Linked DNA regions of Nomascus leucogenys: region 1 is linked to region 2. A link is a contact called in public Hi-C data. All regions are on one chromosome and are shown on one strand. Each heading gives the region's core, a stretch centred on a gene start, on an enhancer-like site or on the middle of the called end of the contact. The rest is flanking DNA. Distances are from core to core; before and after follow the strand shown. Region 1 overlaps NHEJ1 (non-homologous end-joining factor 1). Region 2 holds the start of IHH (indian hedgehog protein).

Region 1 (3,837 bases), core at 299-2,798, 48 kb before region 2:
GCTGAGCGGACTCGAAGCCCAGCCAGACTAGCCGCGTTTCAAGTGGTCTGGGTGGGATTTTTTTTTTTCTCTGTTAACCATTTGTACATCTGGTTTCCTCATTGTTGGTGGGGCAAGAGAGGAGGGTGGGGCTATAAGCAGAACAAGAAGTTTGTATGTGGAGTAACTTCTTGGTTAGTTTTGCCATATGTATATCTTGGAGCTTCTAGGGCCCTTAGAACCAGTACAGACTCTGGGAGTGAGAATTGTGGCCCTTAGAGGGAGATTAGGCCCCAGAGCAGGGCATGTGGTATGGGAAATACATAAGTCCTGTGGGGCACCTGCCACTAATTTAAGGTATGGTGGATGTTCCTGAAGAGAGAGAGAGAAGTGGGGTCCATATGGAGCAACTAAGATTATTTGGGAGCAGCCTGGGGCTTCTTAGTTCTCCTTACTCTATGAAACAGTTCCTCTGTCCCCACGATGCCAGTCTGCGTACTTTCTTCCTGATAGACATTGCTGTTTCTTGCTTCTCTGCATTTGTTCCTGTCATCTGCCCTGGAGTTTGAATTCAGAATACTTTGATTTGAATTCCAGTTCTTCCACTTTTTTGATTTGTCACCTGGGCATATTATTATGCTCCCTGGGCTTCATCTGTCAGGCGAGCAATTTTGATCAGATATACCCTGAGGTTCCTTCTAGCTTTTGTAAACCATAAATTGGTTTCAATCAATCGATTTCTATTTTTCTTCTTTAGGAAGAAAATTTCGCTTCTGCTGGGAAGCCCTCCCTGAATGATCAGTTCAGTTATCTTCCCCTGATTTGACAGATCATTAGCAGTTATAGAGCTCATTTATCCTCCTTTCTCTTGCATATATCATATGTCTCTTTGCAGTTATTTTCTTGCTGTTTTCACATAATTACCTTTTTTCTCTTCAAGTAGATTAGAAGCTTGTTGAAGCAGGACACCATATCTTCTATATCACTCTCTCAGCACTCACTGTCAATGTTGTGGGCACCATTGAAGCCCACTCAAGCTTACTAGAAGGCAGGTAGGCCGACTTGGAGTAGAATGGGAAATAGGAAAAATGAATATTTTTTCAGCAAATGCCAGTTTGAGAGGTGTTTTTGTTAGAGTAAAATGGAAAACAGCAAATGAGAACACAGGTTAGAAATTTCATGCATTTTACCAAACTGTGGGATTCCAGTTCACTGCTTTGCTGACTCTCTGTACTTTTTCTTTTCTCATCTACTCTTGAAGGTGCTTTTACTTATGAGCACAGCCTGAATCTGTGGGTTTTTTGGGCACTGTTTAATAACATTGAGTATGGAGCTACATTTTGCATAATGGTAAAAGGGCTTTCTGTTCCAAGCATAGGCTCTTTGTATTAGGTTTCAGTAATCCATCTGTTGTAGGCCTCCTTTATGCCTGAAGATGAGGATATAACACTTGTAGATATCTGTGAAAATGTATATGGCCTTGTTTTCTCTGAGTCCAAGGAGAGCAGTGTCTCTTTTGCTTGGCTTTCTGTCGCAGGGCTTTGATCTCCCATCCCTTGTCTCATCCTTTCTCCTACTTTGAGCCCACTGGACCAGGCTAAACAATTCCTCCCCTCTTGGGTGTTTACACTCTCCCAGTGTTAGCAGAAGGTTATCGTGTCTAGTCTCAGACGTCACTTAGGCCATCTGTCTAACTTGAGCCCCTAATCGCTCCTTTTTTATCCTTTCCTCCCCCACCCCAAGTCAATTATGTGACCCTTCCTGGAACTTCTTCAAACTTATCTCTACAGTTTTGGTGCCAGGGTGCCTGACATTGGGCGCAGGAGCCAGGCAAGGTCTTCTTAGACCCAAGAGAAAAAGACCATTTCTCTGTCTTCAAGGCATGATGCCTCCTAGTCCTGGGATTTGAGGCAGCTTAGTTTTGCTGGTATTACCTTTCTTTCCATTCATTCATGGAATGAACGTTTAGTGAGTACTTAGTATATGCTGGTTCCTTATTAAACACCAAGAATATAATTCTATTTTATTAAACTTAAAAGACATTTAAGTAGTTACTATTTGCAAGGCATTATGTTAGAAGATGGATCTTCAAGGATAACTGAAACCGAAACCTTGCCTTCAAGGAGCTTATAACCCTATGGAAGAATTGGACATGTAAATACTGAATTGAAATACAGTATAGAACGAAATGAGAGCAAATATAGGTCCAAGTAACGTACCATGGGAAAATGAATAAAGAAGATTTAATTCTGGCCATTTGAAGGAGGGAGGATTGTAGGCAGCAGAAAGGGATCAGGGAAGACTTTAAGGAAGAGAAGAAATTTGAGTTGGACCTTCATAAATGAGATTTCCCTAATTAGAGGATAGGAAGACGGTGTATTAGAATGAACAGAATTCATTCTTTATTTCAAGAGGTTTTTTTGAAAGAATGAGAAAAGGGCATATTAAATGGAACAGCATTTGTTAATATTTCTTCTTTAAATACTTTGTGAACACCTCCTATGTGCCAGTCACTGTTCTAGAGGCAGTGGCAGAGCAGCGACCAAAGCAAAGTCCTTGTTCTCATAGAGCTTGCAGTCTAGTGAGCTGTCAAAACAGATGTGGCAGGGTTTCCCTTCTGTCCCATTGCTGTGATAATTAACCACATGTCTTACTGTACAAGTTCTTTGAACTAAAAAAAGTCTCTTTCCTGTCTGGCCATGGAAATCTGGTGCCACCTACATCTTTCTAGATATTTCTTCTTAGCCAGATCTTTGACAAGTCAATAACAGACCAGATTCTGCACAAACCTTAGACTATAGTGACAGTTGATACTTTTGATTAACACCCTATGTTACTGGAAGATTATGAGGTGTGTTATTTTTATTTTATAATATACTTTCTAATTATTTGAAAATTAGTAATCTGCTTATGGAACAAATGGTAAATACTAAACTAGAAGATATGTTTAACCAGAATATCCCCCTCTCAATCAAGCAGTGACAGCACTCAACTATAATCAGGTTTACCTTGGTGAATCCTCTTCATTTCCCTCAGTTCCTGTGATACATCTGAGTGCTTGCCTTCCACCCCAGCTGATGTGTGTTTCTGTTTTACCCATGGTCTCTCCATGGCTTTAGGCCATTTTAATTTGGTCAAGTTAAGCCTTTCTTCCCAAGTCTGCAATTGCCTTTGCCTCAATTCTAAGAGAGGCTGACAGTAGGAATGAGTCCAAAATTCCATTCATTTTATATTCACCACATCTGGGTTTCTTTTAGCATCATTTTCCCTCTTGAGAACATTTTCAAGGTTTTCTTAATTTTCTAGTGGTTTCTGCTTTTTTTGTGTGTGTGGGGGGGTGCCTTTTGGAAGATTACTGCGAAGTTTCCAGCATTGATTATCTAGTCTTGAGTCTGTTTATGTATATCCCTCTTTCTCTACCACCTTCTGTCATGTAGTAAAAGTTGTTCTCTTCATTTACTATGTAGGCATCTTATTCTTGAGACTTAAGTTGTGGGTGATACTTCTCCTCTCTTCCCCTTTGTTTCCTAGGGAACCTCTGATTCTTCAAAGTAGCCTTGATAGATCTTGCACCCTCTTGTAAGGGAACACCCTGGGTAGAGAGAGCAGCAATTAAAGTTTCCATGTGTGCTGATCTCACTGCAGCAACTACCCTAATTCTGTCAGTTCTGGAGCTCTCTAGCTAGACATTTGCAGCTGTCAATACTGTTCTCAACCACTAGGGGACACACTGTTTCCCTTAGCTCTTTTGGCATAGTTGCAGGCAGAAATCCCCTTTTTCCTTCAGTCTGTACCTGGTCCTGGGGCCACCATGTTTGGCCCTGCAGGTTGTGCATGGCACAGCTTCAGTGAGTTCCA
Region 2 (3,563 bases), core at 92-2,591:
TTGAGTGGATTGGTCCTGCACAGAGGGACAATGCACCTGCATAGGCGAAAACTGGGGCTGGGCCAGAGTCATGGGCTTCAATCCCTGCTTTTCAGCCACTAGCAAGTTGTTCATCTTCTCTGAACTTCAATATCTTCATTGGTAAAATGTGGACAGTAATAGCTCCTTTGGCCGTTTTGAGTTTAAATTAGATAATGCAAGTAGAAGACGTAGTACAATAATATCTAATAACTCCCATGTTCAGGAATATAAGTACCAATAAAATGGTACCTATTGTATTAATAGCATTTGAGTGAGAATTTTTAAGTCTTTTTATTTCTCATCTTTTCATTTCTACCTTTATGGGATTTGTAGAATCTATTACAGTCAAATCATATAGTTTGGTGTTGTGGTGGTGATGTTTTTTGTTTGCTTTTAACACACTTGCCTTTACTTGTTTTGGCAGATGGGATCCTAATTCATTCAGCTTTCCCGAATGTCATATAAAAACACGTAACACATGTTCACGTTCCTAGTTGTTTCTACATATTCTCTGCTCTTTTAAATGTGTAATATAGAACCAAGTAATTATTTAGCAGTTCCGGTGGCTTTGCATCACTTTGGCATTCATACCAAGCCCCCGTTACTGAGACCTTTGCTGCTCCTCTTTAACATGGTCAGTCGGGGTTCCTCGGTATTCTGTTGACGTCACCGTTTTAGCTACCCTTCTCTGCATATTGACCTATCCGTTTGCAACTTCATATTGTCACTTTCAACAGTGTTTCCAACTTAAAACCCCCTATTTGACTCTTCTAAAGGCTAGACTCTCCATCCCCACGTTGATACAGAACCCAGCTCCACCAAGCTGAAAGGGCGCGTCGCCTGGGCCAGGGTGGGGCACCAGGTTATGAGCGGCCTCCTGCCTTTTGGGTTTGCTTCCCCGCAGGGGACACCGTAGGCGGCTGTGCGGTCCGGCCACTGCCCCCCGCCCCTCGCGTCCGGCCGCGCCGTGGGTTGCGGTCTCCGTGGGGGTGGCAGCTCCTGTCCGGGAGGTTTGCGCCTGGCGGGGCACCCCAGAGCCGCGAAGAGCCAGTAGGCGAGGCCAGGGCGGGGTGGGGCGCGTCCAGGCGGGGAGGGCAAACTCGGGCAGCGCAGGGGGCGCAGAGGGCAGCGGGCGGGCGGACGCGCGGCGGAGGCGCGAGCGGGACGAGGGCTGGCTAGTGCCGGGGCCGCCCGCCCGAGGGGGAGGAGGCTGTGCTGCCCTTGCTGCAGGTTCGCTGTCGAGCGCACAGGAGGCAGGGACATGGGTAGGGTGCGGTCTGCGCGGGGCCCGAGCCCGGATCTCTTCCATTTCCCCTCTCACTCGGCCCCGGGCTGCGCCGCAGACGGCAGCAGCTCCCGCTCCGCCCGAGCCGCCTGACCGCCGGGCCGGGGTGCTAACCGCGGGGCCCTGCAGCCCGCCGGCCCGGCCAGCCCAGCCCAGCCCGGCGGCCCGCAGCCCCGCCGCCCGCCGCCCCCCGCCGCCGCCGCGTTGCCAAAACAAACGGGCCGGCCTATTTATTGGCGGCCGGCGAGCCCGGCAGCTCAGAGTCGAGGCGCCGAGGGGGACAGCGCGCCGCCACCAGCTCGGGCCCCGGGCCCCCGCCCCGCACTTGAGTCCCGCCGGCCCTGGCCGCACCGCGCCGCCCATGGCGCCCCCGCCTGGAGCCCCCCGGAGCCACATGGACGCCTGAGCCCCGGCAGCGCTCCCGTCGACGCGCCTGCCCATCAGCCCACCAGGAGACCTCGCCCGCCGCTCCCCCGGGCTCCCAGGCCATGTCTCCCGCCCGGCTCCGGCCCCGACTGCACTTCTGCCTGCTCCTGTTGCTGCTGCTGGTGGTGCCGGCGGCATGGGGCTGCGGGCCGGGCCGGGTGGTGGGCAGCCGCCGGCGACCGCCGCGCAAACTCGTGCCGCTTGCCTACAAGCAGTTCAGCCCCAACGTGCCCGAGAAGACCCTGGGCGCCAGCGGACGCTATGAAGGCAAGATCGCTCGCAGCTCCGAGCGCTTCAAGGAGCTCACCCCCAATTACAATCCAGACATCATCTTCAAGGACGAGGAGAACACAGGCGCCGACCGCCTCATGACCCAGGTGAGCGCGATCCGCCCTGCCAGCGCGCCGCCACCGAAGCACCGCCACCTGCCCGGCCCTACCCACCCCCTGGCACCTTTTCTCGACTGGCTGGCACGCTCCCTGGCACCTGCCCCTCTCGCCAAGCCCTGCTGCCGTCTGCCCAAGATGGGCTGGCCAGGGGTCCAGGCAGGAGTGTCGGCATCCCCAAGCCCGGCGGAGACTGCTAGAAGAGCTCCCCGCTGCCAAGCCCCACAGCCCAGCAGGTTGGCGGCGGCTCCTCTGCCCCAAAATACTGGCAGCTCAGCCAGACGCTGCACCCGGAGGTACCTCTACCCGGCTGCCTCCTGCGCCTCCAGGACCCACGCAGTCCCTCCCGGCCTAACCTTCTGCACAGCTGTGCCCCTTTCATTTTGAAACCTTTCGGCACCCCTGAGGCAAAGAATCTCTGGGTGCGTAGGGGCACCACGGCCTTTCCTCCCTGTGCGCTCTTGGTTCTATGGGCTGCCCCTTCCAGGAGCAGCGTCCCGGCTGGGTCTGGGGTTAAGAACAGCGAGGAAGAGTTGAATAGGGAGGCGGAGGTGGGAAAGGGAACCCGCCCAGCGAGCCCACGTGTCTGTCCGGAGAGCTGAGGAGTGCTACTGCGGTGGAAGGGTGGGTTATTGGGGCCTTCGGGCTCTGGGACTGAGCTTAGGGGATTCCTGGGCTTGGTGGTGGGGACGGGAAGGAGTGGAAGAGAGGGGCTGAGATGCCGAGGGAGGCAGGGACCAGGACTGACGCTAGTCTCTGCATGCTGGGAGCAGGACCCGCGCTCCACCCAAGCTTAGAGGCGCAAATTCCTTCCCAGCAGGCAGGTCCGCGAGGGGAGAGACCTTCACCCCCTTCCTTCGGGTTCTCCCGAGGCTTCCCCCTGAAAGCAGGCCCCTGGCTTTCTAGATCCATTGGGAAGAGCAGCTAGACTCAGGGCCCTCAGCATGCACCCTGGCGCCGGGGCTGGCCGGCCAGTGTCGGGGCCGAAGGTTGGCTGGTGGCCGGGCCGGGCCGGGCGCCGAGGAATGCAGATAAGGATCCGGGCCACGGGCTGGGCAATCATTGACAGCGCACGCCCGGGATCTGGACCCGAGAGGGGGCGGTGGCAGTGAGGGAGAGAGGCGGGGAAGCAGGGCTGTAGGCCGGTATAGGTGGGGGGCTAGAAGCCTGACGGCAGGGTCTACGAAGGAGCAAGCGGAGCTCCCTCTCTGGGCAGTAAGCACCCCCAGCCAGGCTGTGCACCAGCGAGGACCTGCGAGGCCCTGGGTTGTAGCTGCTATTGGCTCCTGGGAGGCTGAGTCCAAGGGTCTGTGAGGCCCGGGATCTGCAGGGTGGGGGTAGGTTGAGACTTGGGCTGCCCGCACTTGTTGGTGCCTCGAATCTCAGAGTCGAGGACTGGTGGAAGGGCCTTTCCCCTCAAGCCAAGGCCCCGGCCCCAGCTTCTT

The links. A called contact is a pair of places that touch in the nucleus more often than the background predicts.
Region 1: a contact with region 2 is called in a Hi-C map of an unstated tissue, with 1.8 times the contacts expected there. The contact joins the enhancer-like site here to the promoter of IHH in region 2. A contact is called at or near these places in 2 of 4 Hi-C or Micro-C datasets (a lymphoblastoid cell line and an unstated tissue).

Annotation. Positions count from the first base shown.
Region 1 is chr22a:119,782,217-119,786,053 of Asia_NLE_v1, reverse strand. The region is part of intron 5 of NHEJ1 (non-homologous end-joining factor 1); the gene reads left to right. Among named protein-coding and RNA genes, the nearest start is that of IHH, 47 kb to the right of the region's middle. Within about 2 kb of position 1,548, the one cell type or tissue checked has an H3K27ac peak away from gene starts, as active enhancers do. A contact at or near this core is called in a lymphoblastoid cell line, where this site is marked.
Region 2 is chr22a:119,734,670-119,738,232 of Asia_NLE_v1, reverse strand. It overlaps IHH (indian hedgehog protein), which reads left to right and starts at 1,341. Exons shown (of 3, transcript XM_030803137.1): 1 at 1,341-2,109. The coding sequence starts at 1,795.